Regions from separate parts of the Mus musculus genome. Here region 1 is linked to region 2. Evidence: chromatin contacts called from public Hi-C data. All regions are on one chromosome and are shown on one strand. The core of a region is the stretch at or near the end of the contact, and the rest is flanking DNA. Distances in the headings are between cores, read along the strand shown. Region 1 overlaps Lpp (LIM domain containing preferred translocation partner in lipoma). Region 2 overlaps Gm31814 (a long non-coding RNA gene).

Region 1 (5,892 bases), core at 2,695-5,194, 400 kb after region 2:
AAACGATGACTCAATGTCTCACAATGATGTGGAGGAAATGTCTCATGAGGAGGGCAAAGCATCTATTTCTAGTCAAATAGCTGTCTAAAATCATGATTGCAGAGGATTCTGTGACATTTCAGCAGATCTTGGGGCTAGAAACCAATTACTTTGACAGTGATGCCTTGGCCAGGACAGGTCACTTTGGTGACAGTCTTGAAGGATCCTTCTTTAATCATCTAATTACTTTTGTCTTAGTATTTACTGTGTGACAATGGGGACATGGTTGTAAGCAAAATGAATATGGCTTTGGTTTTATGAACCCTTTACTGTAGTCGGGAACATTGGTGATCAAATACTCATGGAAGCATGTGATTGTAGAACACAAGCATTGCCACACAGAGACAAGAGAGGAACTATAGTGTCTGGTACTGGTGCTCGCTTCTGTGCATGCCTGTTTGATGAATATGTGTGCTAAGAGTGTTGTAGGTTGTAGGTTGGGATAATAGTAATGGATTGGTCAGGGTTCTCTCAAGGAAAAGAACAAATTGATTAAATAGATAAATATATTCATGTACACATAAATTACATAATAACACATATATGTAGAAAGACAATTGTGCATATATATTAATTAAAGGGGTCAATTATAAGGATATAACCTTTGTATTCTACCTTGTAGGTCTCACATTGGATAGGCCTAGAATCCTAGAGATGCTCAGGCCATGAGGCTAAATGTCTCAGCACTGCCAGTCAGAGTTAACAGTCCAGAAGATTCCTGGAGAGCCATTGGTCTTCAGCCTGTGTTTGAATCCTGAGGAACTTGGTTCTAATATTGGTGATTGATGCCACACCATGATAGCTTCAAAGCGATGGAATCATGTTAGATATTGTGCTAGAAAGCTGAGCAGATGTTCCCTGTTTGTGTTGAGCTCTAACCAGTGAACTAGGTCAACACTGTCCATGGAGTTTGGCAAATATTTGATGTCCATTCCCTATGGCATGGAGATCTTATCTTGTTCTGTGACCTCCCCTTTCTAAGTATGCCATTTTCTCATATCTAAGGTATATTACTTCAAGAATCGGGTTTTTATCCCCAGGGAAAGTTAGAAAATACAAAATAAACAAATAAAAATCATCTTACTGTCTTTCAGTAAGTGGGTATCAGTATAACTACTAACCTATCTTGTTTTTTAAACTAATAGCAAGTCATTAGTCTACTAGACATTGCCTAGATAATGCTCATCTACCAAGAGGGGCAGATCTACATTTCGCTCTGATTGGTTAACCAGGATATGCAGCCATGCTAGAGGTCCTTGTTCAGTATTAGTTCTTCCACATCCCAACTCCTCATCGTGTTCTTTAATCCTAGAAAGTAATTTCTGGCACTTTCCCTCGACTGTTCAGAACCCTGGATTACTGCTGTACATCAATGATAGTACACTGGCAATAGTTGTGTGAGTGTATTGGTCTGAACCTATGAGCTGTCTATGGAACACCAGAGTCTGTATTTTTAGTTCATTTCCTTAGGCAAATACAAACATTGCACAGTTACCTCGGGCATACACAAGCTAGACTGTCAGCATGAGCACAAGGAACCTATTAGTTTAACATGTACCAGGTCCCTCCTTAAGCTTTGGATGAGAAAATCGAAAGGGGACATTTATAAGCTAAGCGCCACATGTGTGTCGGATTGAGTATAGATTACAAACCATTCAACCTATATCAAATACTGAACTTCGGCTAAGGCTGGCTTGAACTCTGAGAGATAAAGTCCATACAGTTTATCTCGCCTGTGCCATTTTAACTCAGAATTGTGTTGTATCTTAAGTTCTGGATGCTGGGGCTTCTTTCATGACTTCCAAAAGCACATACTTTTCTGGTTTTTGGTTGTTTTTTTTTTTTTAACAATTTGCCATGGACAATTTTAAAAACTGTTGTAACAATTATTTTAATGTTTCTTTCCACATATGTCATCATCTTCAGCAAGGATTGGCTCATGTACTTCTTTGTACTGCTGTTCCTCCTGTCGCATGTAGTCCCTCTCTCTTCTTTCCACAGCCTTCCTTCCCTTTGATGGTCACTTCATCTCCTCTGTACCTCAGTCCTTCCCTCCGGAATTGTCTCAGAGATAATCTCAAATATCACAGAATACAATCAGTGCTGTAAAACTGAAACTTTTGTAGGTGTGTCAAAAGCACTTCTCTCAGCCATAAATAATGTTAGGTGACCATTTTTGCAGGGTGTTTATTGATCTTGTGGCTTTTGCCTTGGGGCATGGTGTGGGAAAGTTTAAGAGTAAAAATTTTAATTCTGAGTGACTTCTCTGGTTGGGTGAAGTGACAGACTGGTCTGTGTCTATTGTAGCTATTATATATATTTAAAATATTTAGTCAAATGAACCATATTAGCATTAGTGAGTCTATTGTATTGTCAGTAGAGTTCTGCTCTTAATTATAAACTATTTTAAGATATAGATAGAAGCACAGGTATATATAGCCAATACTTCATTAAGGTTAGTGGTTTCTCTGATTTCCTCAGTCTAGGTTATAAGATTCTGTGTGGTAAGCACAGAAGGTGTTTGCTTTTAACCAAATTACCTAGAAAATAGAGAGGGAGGCAGAAGTTTATATTCTTAGAATGAGGAAACCCAAGTGAGGTGTTTCTAATATAGAGGCAGAGAGCAGACAGACAGTACATAGCATAGCATAGCATAGCATAGCATAGCATAGCATAGCATAGCATAGCATTGATTGCTGTGGTCTCATTACATCTTCATAAAAGCTTCCTGAGCAAGGGTGTTCTCAGTGATCCACTTGGGGAAGCAAGAAGAGTTAATGTGGGTCCCCACTTTCCCTGCTCACACGGCGCTGAGTTTCCCAGGCTTTTGTAGAAGTATGCTTTTAGTTCCTCCTGTGTCATTGTGACCACTTTTTGTAACAACTTGACTCATAGCATCCCAGGGAGGCTTGCCATTCTTTAGGGCTGGGAAGGCATAGTGGGGCAGCTCAGCCTGTGGCTGTGCATCATGGGATACAGGCCTTTCCATGTTGCTGACCACGAGGCGCACAGAGGTAGAACATAACCATGTCTTCCATCAGTCAGGTCTCAGTTCCTCACAGCTCTATAGCTTCAAAATCCCGATAAAGTGAAGCAAAGGGTTCAAGAATGATTCTGTGGAGACATTTCCCACTCAGATGATGGCACCATGATAAGGGAAAACCTTAAAATATTTGTCCAAAGGGCTTATCTGCCTAACAGACCACCGGAAATGAGATGACATTTCCCATTAAGCCTGATTCTAGATCCTTACACCCAGTTGTTCCTAATAGATCCATAACCCTGGCTTACTTGGGTCCTCTGATCAGATGCATGGGTGTTCTGTTGCATGGATCTCCTTGTAAGCTAAAGAGATCCCTGGTTATGTGTCCCTGTTCTGTATTAGGTGCCAGTTTCTCACGGTTCTCTCTCATACTCACGTCTCCTTTGCTTGTGTCAAGGAGCTGCTGCTGAAGAGATGGGTGGCAGTTTCATTGCAGCAGCTTGATGAAGTGACTTTCTGCACACAGAGTGAATTAGTTGGCATGTCACAATTCTGGCTTTATTTTCCCTTGTCCCATGATAGGATTTTTTTTTTTTTAAAACAAACAATTGCCTAATCAGGTAACTCACATCTTATCCAAACAGCATTAACTTTGTGTGTGTGTGTGTGTGTCTGTGTGTGTGTGTGAGTGTGTGTGATTCTGTTAGCGTTTTTGAATTTTATGTATTATGCGCATATATACTAGTGTTACCTTTACATTTGGGGTGTCTTTTAATTTTGCTGTAATTTGCAAGTATAATCAAGTTCATTTCAATTTGCTTTGAAGTTATTAATCTGTTGATGGAGGTTGAAGGTCTAAGTGGATTTGAAATGACTTCCCGTGTGCCATGTGCTGACTCAGTAGCTCACACTGCCTCTCTTCCTGTGTGTTCACTGTACGTCTGTTCCCCTCACACCTGCTATGCCTGCATAACTCTTAACCTTTCCGGTTGCATTTGCCCTGCCTTCCCTGCAGTTTCTTTACTAGTGAAGAGCCTCACTTTCTGCTATGCCTCACTGTGCTGGGTCCCTGCCTCCTCGGGGGTATTAGTGTGTTCTGTGGCCCTACCTGTGTTCAGAATAGAGACACTGCTCCTCTGCCCCTGCTGTTTGGTAATGCGGACTGTGGAACCTTAACATATGGCCTCATCAGTAATAAACTCCCCTGAGAAGCCATGTCAGCCACTTGCTCCCCAGAATGTCCTCATGAAACATCCTTGGCAGGGTAGCACTAACACTCGGGGCTTTCTGTAGCACTGCCCTTTTTTTTCTAAATAACAACAACACACAAAAACAAAACAAAACAAAACAAAACATAAAACAGTGTTTCCCTGTGTAATAATTCCCTTTCCTAGTTCCTGGCCCTCACTTGTGAGTACCTTTAACCCAGTATCTGAGTTGAGGTGTTGGGAATATGTAAAACCTGATTATTTTCCCTATTGGCATCTCCTTATTCAAATGATGAGAAATCTGTGAATCTGCTCATGCCTTGGGGGTTTCTTCTATATACTCTCTGATACTGAAATTTTGACAAAAAACGGGTTGAGTTTCATACTTTCCAAACATGAATTTTGTCCTTGGAAAATGGAATGAGTCATCTTCTTTATGTAGTAGAGATAATTCCCTGACATGTGATATGCTAGCTGCTAGTCATGATTTTGAGTTTTAGTTTATATCTAATTTATATGAATTAACATGAAGTAGAATTTACAATTAGTTCCATCGACTCTCTGTGTTTTAGGCGATGACTCCCATGCTCATCGCATGCTGGGCTGTTTAGAACATCCCATTTAAAACAAATTTGTATTGTCCAGTGGCGATAGAATGGACTCCATAGAGGACAGTTAGGGAACTGGAGGAACCAGTCTTCAGGTGTGTCTTACTGCTTTCTCTAAGCTTAGTTCAAACAATATTGGCCTGTATTGGTAATCAATAAGATACTGAGATACTTTGTTTTCAAGATACTTTCGTTTTTTGTTTTTTGTTTTTTTTTTTAACGTAGGCACCAAAAACCAAAACAAAACAGAAAACTCTGTAGGATAAATCCTCGCTGGCACAGAAGATCAACACTTAGACTTGTTTTATAACCGAGAGGATTAAGAGTACAACACCGCCCAATCCCTAGAATATCAGAGAAACAAAGGCCACAGGTGTTTGAGAGCTTTGTCAGGAGTGCTGTTTCTAGAAATGTGTCCTTCTCATGTTTATGCCCCTGCTGGCTTGGGATGAGAAGTTGTTGGGAATCCTAGAATGTTAAGACCCCTGTCCTCAGAAGATTTCTATATCATAGCCTCGTTCCAATCCAGTCTGAGGCATACGAACAAAAGCTTTCCTATTAAAATGAAGAGATCAACAAAGTAAGTAGATGGTAAATGAATGACATCATTTGTTTGTTTGTTTGTTTGTTTGTTATATAGAGTCAGAAGCTGTGGTTGATACACTCTGGTATTTATTTTTGGGAGAACGATTTTGCCTGATGGTTTGACAGAAATGCCAGGACAGCGTTTCTCCCCTTTGGGTGGCCAGACAGAAGTGAAACCTAGTTGACTTTCACTTCCAATTTACCTTGCTTTGATTTCCAATTTATTGGCACCCAGGATCTGGTGTTTGGGTGGTGACCAAGATCAGCGGGTGAGGGTTACTATGAGAAATTCCACAGGGAATAAGTTGGTGTTGGGTGCAAAAAGCTCATATGTCCTATTTGAGGCTGTGTGAAATGAACTGGATCCTCCCAATGAGGTGGCCCCAGAGATTTAATCCTCTGGGGTGACTGCATTCACAAGTCTTTTCAAGAGCCTAAGCACCATAAAATACAACCACAAAGCCTTCCT
Region 2 (5,873 bases), core at 94-2,593:
TTTACTGGTGGCAGACCCTCTGTGTGATCTAGGAACTGAGGTGACTACCTTCCTATCCCCTCTCCACTCTTCAGCTCTTGGCTCATGACCAGACTCTTCCTCCTACTGTGACACAGGAATGTCCAAGCACCTTAGACTGGACTTTCAGGTGACTCCTTACTATAGGCCAAAGTCCAGGCGTGAGCTGTGTCCGGTCCAGATGAAAGTGTGCCATTCTTCCAGGACTGGCTTTCTATTTCTTGCTTTACCTTCCCAATGGTCTCTTCATGCCTTTGCTCCCAGCCTTCCAAAGTCCAAGTGCACATATTAAACTTCCTTCATTTCTCTTCCTATCTGTCTAACTAGAGGTAACTTCAGAGTAGTTAAATTCCTCCATTACTGAATGTCTGCTTTCTAATCCATGTAACAGCCAAAGAGACATGATTTTATAACACTTACCGTTTTAAACTTTGGTTAACTCACACAGGCCTTTATTATCAGATGGCTTTCTCTTCATCTAAATCAGCCATCTCCTGCAGCAGGAGGAGATCAGATAACAGAACACAGCAGACCTCAGAAAGGGCTGCCCAGTGCTGATTGCTCGGTGCCGAGCTTAAGAAGTCCCTGTATTCATCAGCTGGCTAGCAGATTAATTTTTTTTATTTTATACACATGTGATAATAATGTAACTTGAACATCTGTTGTGTTTAGATACAGTAACTACATGACCATTTTCAATGAGGCCTCTCAGGAAAAAAAGAAAAGATCTTAGCTTGCCACTGACTGTCTTGTAATACTGGCTGGCTCAATCCATGTCTGTTTGGCTTCATGGTGAGTAAAGCCACTGACTGACCTTCTTCTGTGTGCAACTCAAGAAACATAAGTTAAGTAGGACTACAAGAGTTGGCTAAGGGAGCTCAAAAATCTCCGTCAAAGTAACTGGGGCTACTTAGGAGGAATCAGGTAGCTGCTGGAGCTGGTAAGTGTACGCAAATGCTCACATATTTGGAAACACCCCTACTAAAAGGAATAGTAATAAATAGAAGGAAGCAGAGCGGGCCTCATATAGCAGAACAGCTGTGCAGAGCTCAAGGGGAGGTAGGATTTCAGTGGGCCAACACGGGCTCAGGGGCCAGTTCAGGCAGGGAACATGAGGAGCCATGGCACAGAGTGGGAAATACAAGGTGCCCAGGGAGAGCTGGGCATGCTCATTGGTGGCTTCAGCTGGTGGAGCAAGCAGGAAGCAAGGGAGATGGGCTGGAAAGGTATTGTAAGGTCAGAGCAGAAAGGCCCAGAGAGGCATGGTGAGGAGCTGGGCCAGGGAAAGTGATCTCACTGGCTAAGCTTGAGGGGGCCTGCCCCTCCTCAGACGGCCTGGGTGCAGGCCCAGAGCAGGACATGTGGCAGCAACTGGCAGGGAGGGTGCTGGCAGCTCCACCAAGCTTGTTTCTTCACCAGGAAACAAGGTTTCCTGTAACTTAGACCCATGAATCAGCATTTCCTCTGTCAATAATACACAGCAAGAGACGCACCAGCACGGAGCTTGAGGGGAATGGAAGAAAGCAAGGAATATTCCATGACATAGCTGGCCTCTGCTCCCGTTCCCTCCTGATACGCTCGCAAATAGCACTCACATTGCCTAAGATCCTTTTCTTAGCTCAGTCCCCCCGTGAAGACTAAGTTGCACACAACACCTGCCTCTCTTATCCCATTAGATGTTTCCATCATCATTGGAAGCCACTCGTCCAGTCCTTTACTGGTGTGCAACAGTGAACCACGCATGGGTGACTTGCCTTGGAGTCGACTCCATGTTGAAGTGCTATCGAATTAACCCAATAATTCCACAAGGTCCACAGGGAGCGTGCAAGCTACTTCACTAGTAGAGACACGGAGGAGAAATGCTGGCCTGTCAGCTGTTTACAAGAAGCCAGACCTGATCTGGTGCCTCAAACACAGTACAGGGGACACAGAATCTAGAGCAGTGAGGCTATCTATAAAACACTTAATACCTTTATCGCAAGTATAGTTAGTGATGGCGATTGAACTGATAAAATATTTAATGAACTTAATTTCTAGTAGTAAAATAGTACGCGTACATATTTTGTCGATCACTAGAAAGAATCATATCTGCTCTCTTACTCCATTTATCATGCCAGACTCTGTCCTAAATAGACAAATAGCCCTGCCCTCCATAAAGCTTATGTTCTGGTTTCCTACCGTGCAGACAATGAACAAGAGGAGAGTAAGCTGCAGGGTTACACGTGTGTAGATCAGCAGAGAGCAGAGAGAAGAAGAGGAGTGTGCAGCATCTTTACACGGCCTGTAGAGGGACGGTGCCTTTGAAAACGTGTTTGTTAAAGCAAGCTCCCGAAAGTCAAAGAAGACGTGTGGCCATGTGGGGCAATGGGAGTCAGCACCAGAAACACTATGCAGGTGGCCTGAGACAGTACCCATTGGAATGTCCAAAAAAAGAAAAAAATGTCAAGAAATCAAGAATGACCAGCATGGAGAGAGAACGGGGGAAGGTTAAGGAGGCAGAGCAGAGTGGGAGTCGTGAGTCAACTTAGAGAAGTGCTATCACCTACTTAAATTTAAATAATGAAAGATGAAATAAGTCAAGAACAGCAGATGGAAAACAACCACCACAAAAATATAGGAAGGACACTTAGAATTGGCAAAGAAGACAGGAAAAGGAAAGGCAAGGGTGGTATGGAAAGAAAGAAGAAATGCAGTAGCTGCCTTCCACTCTCTGACCCCCTAGTCCAGATTTGCAACTCTGTTGCGGGCTGCAAACCCTGGAACCCATTGCCCCAGCCCCTTCTTGCAGGAACGGTATAGGATAAGGCCTGCAGAGGGCTTCCTCTTGACTGAGGTCATTGCCCATGCAGGTTCATTGCCCATGTAGGCCCCAGGACTCTGCAAACATCCTTGCAGGGGCTTCAGGCCAAAAGTAAAACCAACTCACCTGACCCCCATCCCAGATTTTCCAGGAACATCTTTATCTTCGGAGGACAACCCATTGCAAGCAGCAGGCAAGAGACCCTAAGAGGAGCAGGGACTAACTATGTCAGCTCCATCTTACAAAGGCTCACTCCATAGCGCGCCTTGCTTTGAGCCTGATTCACCTTCGAGGGTGAGCAATGCATGTGTAGGGGTGGTGAGGATACAGTGTGTGAACAACATGAGAGGAACAATGTTGTCTTCTTGCTAGAAGCCAATGTTCCCTCACTCTTTGTTCCTTCTAGTTATTAAACCCTTGGGCCTCACAGGCAAGCTCATATTCCTTTCAACCTCATACTACCCATCCCAACTCCCTCCCACCTTGAAGAATTTTAGAAAGAAATCTTTGTGTGGTTTCTCCAAACTTTGACCTACTCAGGGGTGCATTTGCTTTGCCTCCTGATGTCTGCAGATCAGAGCAGGCAAAGTCCACATCAGCAATGGATGCTAGGTGAAGTCCCTCCCTCGACATCAGCAATGGATGCTAGGTGAAGAAGTCCCTCCCTCATGCTTCTTCTCATCGTGCAAGGAGTAAGGGAGGGAGCCGCTGCCCTCCAGATGGCCTGAGAGCATCCAGTCAGCCAGAAGATATGACCAGGGTAGAGAATAAGGAAGAGAGAACCAGCTCTTCAGTTTTTCTTTCTTGTCCACGCCTTCCCCACCGCTGCCTCCCCAGATGCTTGGCCACTCTGCCGCCATCAGAAAGTAAAAACTTTGAACTTAAAAAAAAAAATTTTTTTTTAATTCAAGGTAATTGAAGTTGAACAAATAGTACATGGGGGTTCCGTGTACCTTGCACCTACTTTCCTTAAATGTAAACATTTTGCAAAACTAAATTACACAATCACAATCAATTATCGATGTTCGAATAGTCCTGACAAGTGAACAGCCTTTGCTGAGGGTTCCTTCATGACTGCTTTATTAGGGCTACTTCGATTTTCTCCCACCTCTTCATTACCCTGGCAACTGTTATTCTCTTCTCAGGACATTTTTCTCAAACTAAAAATGTAATGTGTATGGAATTATACTGAGTGTAACATTTTAGAATCAGCCCCTTTCCTAATAGGGTAAATTCTAACAAGAGATCCATCAAAGAACTAGAGATTATTTCCAGCTCCTAGCTATTATAAATAAGGCTTCAATGAACATAGTGGAACATGTGTCCTTATTACATGTTGGAGTATCTTCTGGGTATATGCCCAGGAGGGGTATTAGTGGGTCCTCAGGTAGTATTGTCTAATTTTCTGAGGAACTGCTAAACTGATCTCCAGAGTGGTTGTACCAGCTTGCAATCTCACTAGCAATGGAGGAGTGTTCCTCTTTCTCCACAACCTCACCAGCATCTGCTGTCTCCTGAGTCTTTGATCTTAGCCATTCTGACTGGTATGAGATGGAATCTCTGCGTTGTTTTGATTTGCATTTTCCTGATGACTAAGGATGTCGAGCATTTCTTTAGGTGCATCTAAGCCATTCGGTATTCCTCAGTTGAGAATTTTTTAATAGGGTTACTTGGTTCTTTGGAGTCTAACTTCTTGACTTCTTTGTATATATTGGATATTAGCAATTTTTAATAGGGTTATTTGGTTCTTTGGAGTCTAACTTCTTGAATTCCTTGTATATATTGGATATTAGCCCTCTTTCGGATGTGGGATTGGTAAAGATCTTTTCCCAATCTGTTGGTTGCCATTTTGTCCTATTGACAGTGTCCTTTGCCTTACAGAAGCTTTGCAATTTTATGAGGACCTATTTGTTAATTCTCGATCTTAGAGCACAAGCCATTGGTGTTCTGTTCAGGAAATTTTCCTCTGTGCTCATGTGCTCAAGGCTCTTCCCCACTTTTTATTCTATTAATTTCAGTGTATCTGGTTTTGTGTGGAGGTACATTTACACAATGGAGTAGTACTCAGCTATTAAAAACAATGAATTTATGAAATTCTTAGGCAAATGGATGGGACTAGAAAATATCATCCTGAGTGAGGTTACCCAATCACAAAAGAACACACATGATATGCACTCACTTATAAGTGTATATTAGCCCAGAAGCTCAGAATACCCAAGATATAATTCACAAAACACATCAAACTCAAGAAGAAGGAAGACCAAAGTGTGGATACTTCAATCCTTCTTAGAAGGGGGAGCAAAATACCCGTGGAAGGAGTTACAGAGACAAAGTGTGGAGCAAAGACTTAAGGAAAGGCCATCCAGAGACTACCCCACCTGGGGATCCATCCCATATACAATCACCAAACCCAGACACTTTTGTGATTGCCAGTAAGTGCTTACTTACAGAAGCCTGTTATAGCTGTCTTCAGAAAGGCTCTACCAGTGCCTGACAAATACAGAGGTGGATCCTTGCAGCCTACCATTGGACTGAGCACAGGGTCCCCAAAGAAGGAGCTAGAGAAAGGATCCAAGGAGCTAAAGGGATTAGCAACCCATAGGAGGAATAACAATATGAACTAACAAGTATCTCCAGAGCTCCCAGAGACTAAATCGCCAAAAAAAAAAAAAAAAAGAGTACACATGGTGGGACTCATGGCTCCATTTGCATATGTGGCAGAGGATTGCCTAGTCAGTCATCAATGGGAAAAGAGGTCCTTGGACCTGTGAAGGCTCTATGCCCCAGTGTAGATGAGGAAGTGGGTGTCAGTGGCTTGGTGAGCAAGGGGAGGGGTAGGGGAGGGGGGTTTTCAGAGGGGAAACCAGGAAAGAGGACAACATTTGAAATGTAAATAAAGTAAATATCTAATAATTTTAAAAAAAGAACTGGAGATAGCTTAGCAATTAAGAGCACCTCCTGCTTTCCTCAAAGACCTGAGTTTAGTTCCCAGCACCCACACTGGTTGACTACAAACCACCGGTAACTCAAATTCCAGTTGATCCCACAACCTCAT

The links. Hi-C and Micro-C count contacts between places; a contact is called where the count stands out from the background.
Region 1: a Hi-C map of liver shows a contact between it and region 2, with 2.2 times the contacts expected there. The contact joins two enhancer-like sites. A contact is called at or near these places in 4 of 484 Hi-C or Micro-C datasets (group 2 innate lymphoid cells and liver).

What each region holds. Positions count from the first base shown.
Region 1 is chr16:24,637,602-24,643,493 of GRCm38.p6, forward strand. All of the region lies in intron 5 of Lpp (LIM domain containing preferred translocation partner in lipoma), which reads left to right. Among named protein-coding and RNA genes, the nearest start is that of Mir28a, 190 kb to the right of the region's middle. Within about 2 kb of position 3,945, at least 25 of the 459 cell types and tissues checked have an H3K27ac peak or open chromatin away from gene starts, as enhancers often do. A contact at or near this core is called in liver, where this site is marked.
Region 2 is chr16:24,237,053-24,242,925 of GRCm38.p6, forward strand. The region is part of intron 1 of Gm31814 (a long non-coding RNA gene); the gene reads right to left. Among named protein-coding and RNA genes, the nearest start is that of Gm31814, 23 kb to the right of the region's middle. Within about 2 kb of position 1,344, at least 143 of the 459 cell types and tissues checked have an H3K27ac peak or open chromatin away from gene starts, as enhancers often do. A contact at or near this core is called in liver, where this site is marked.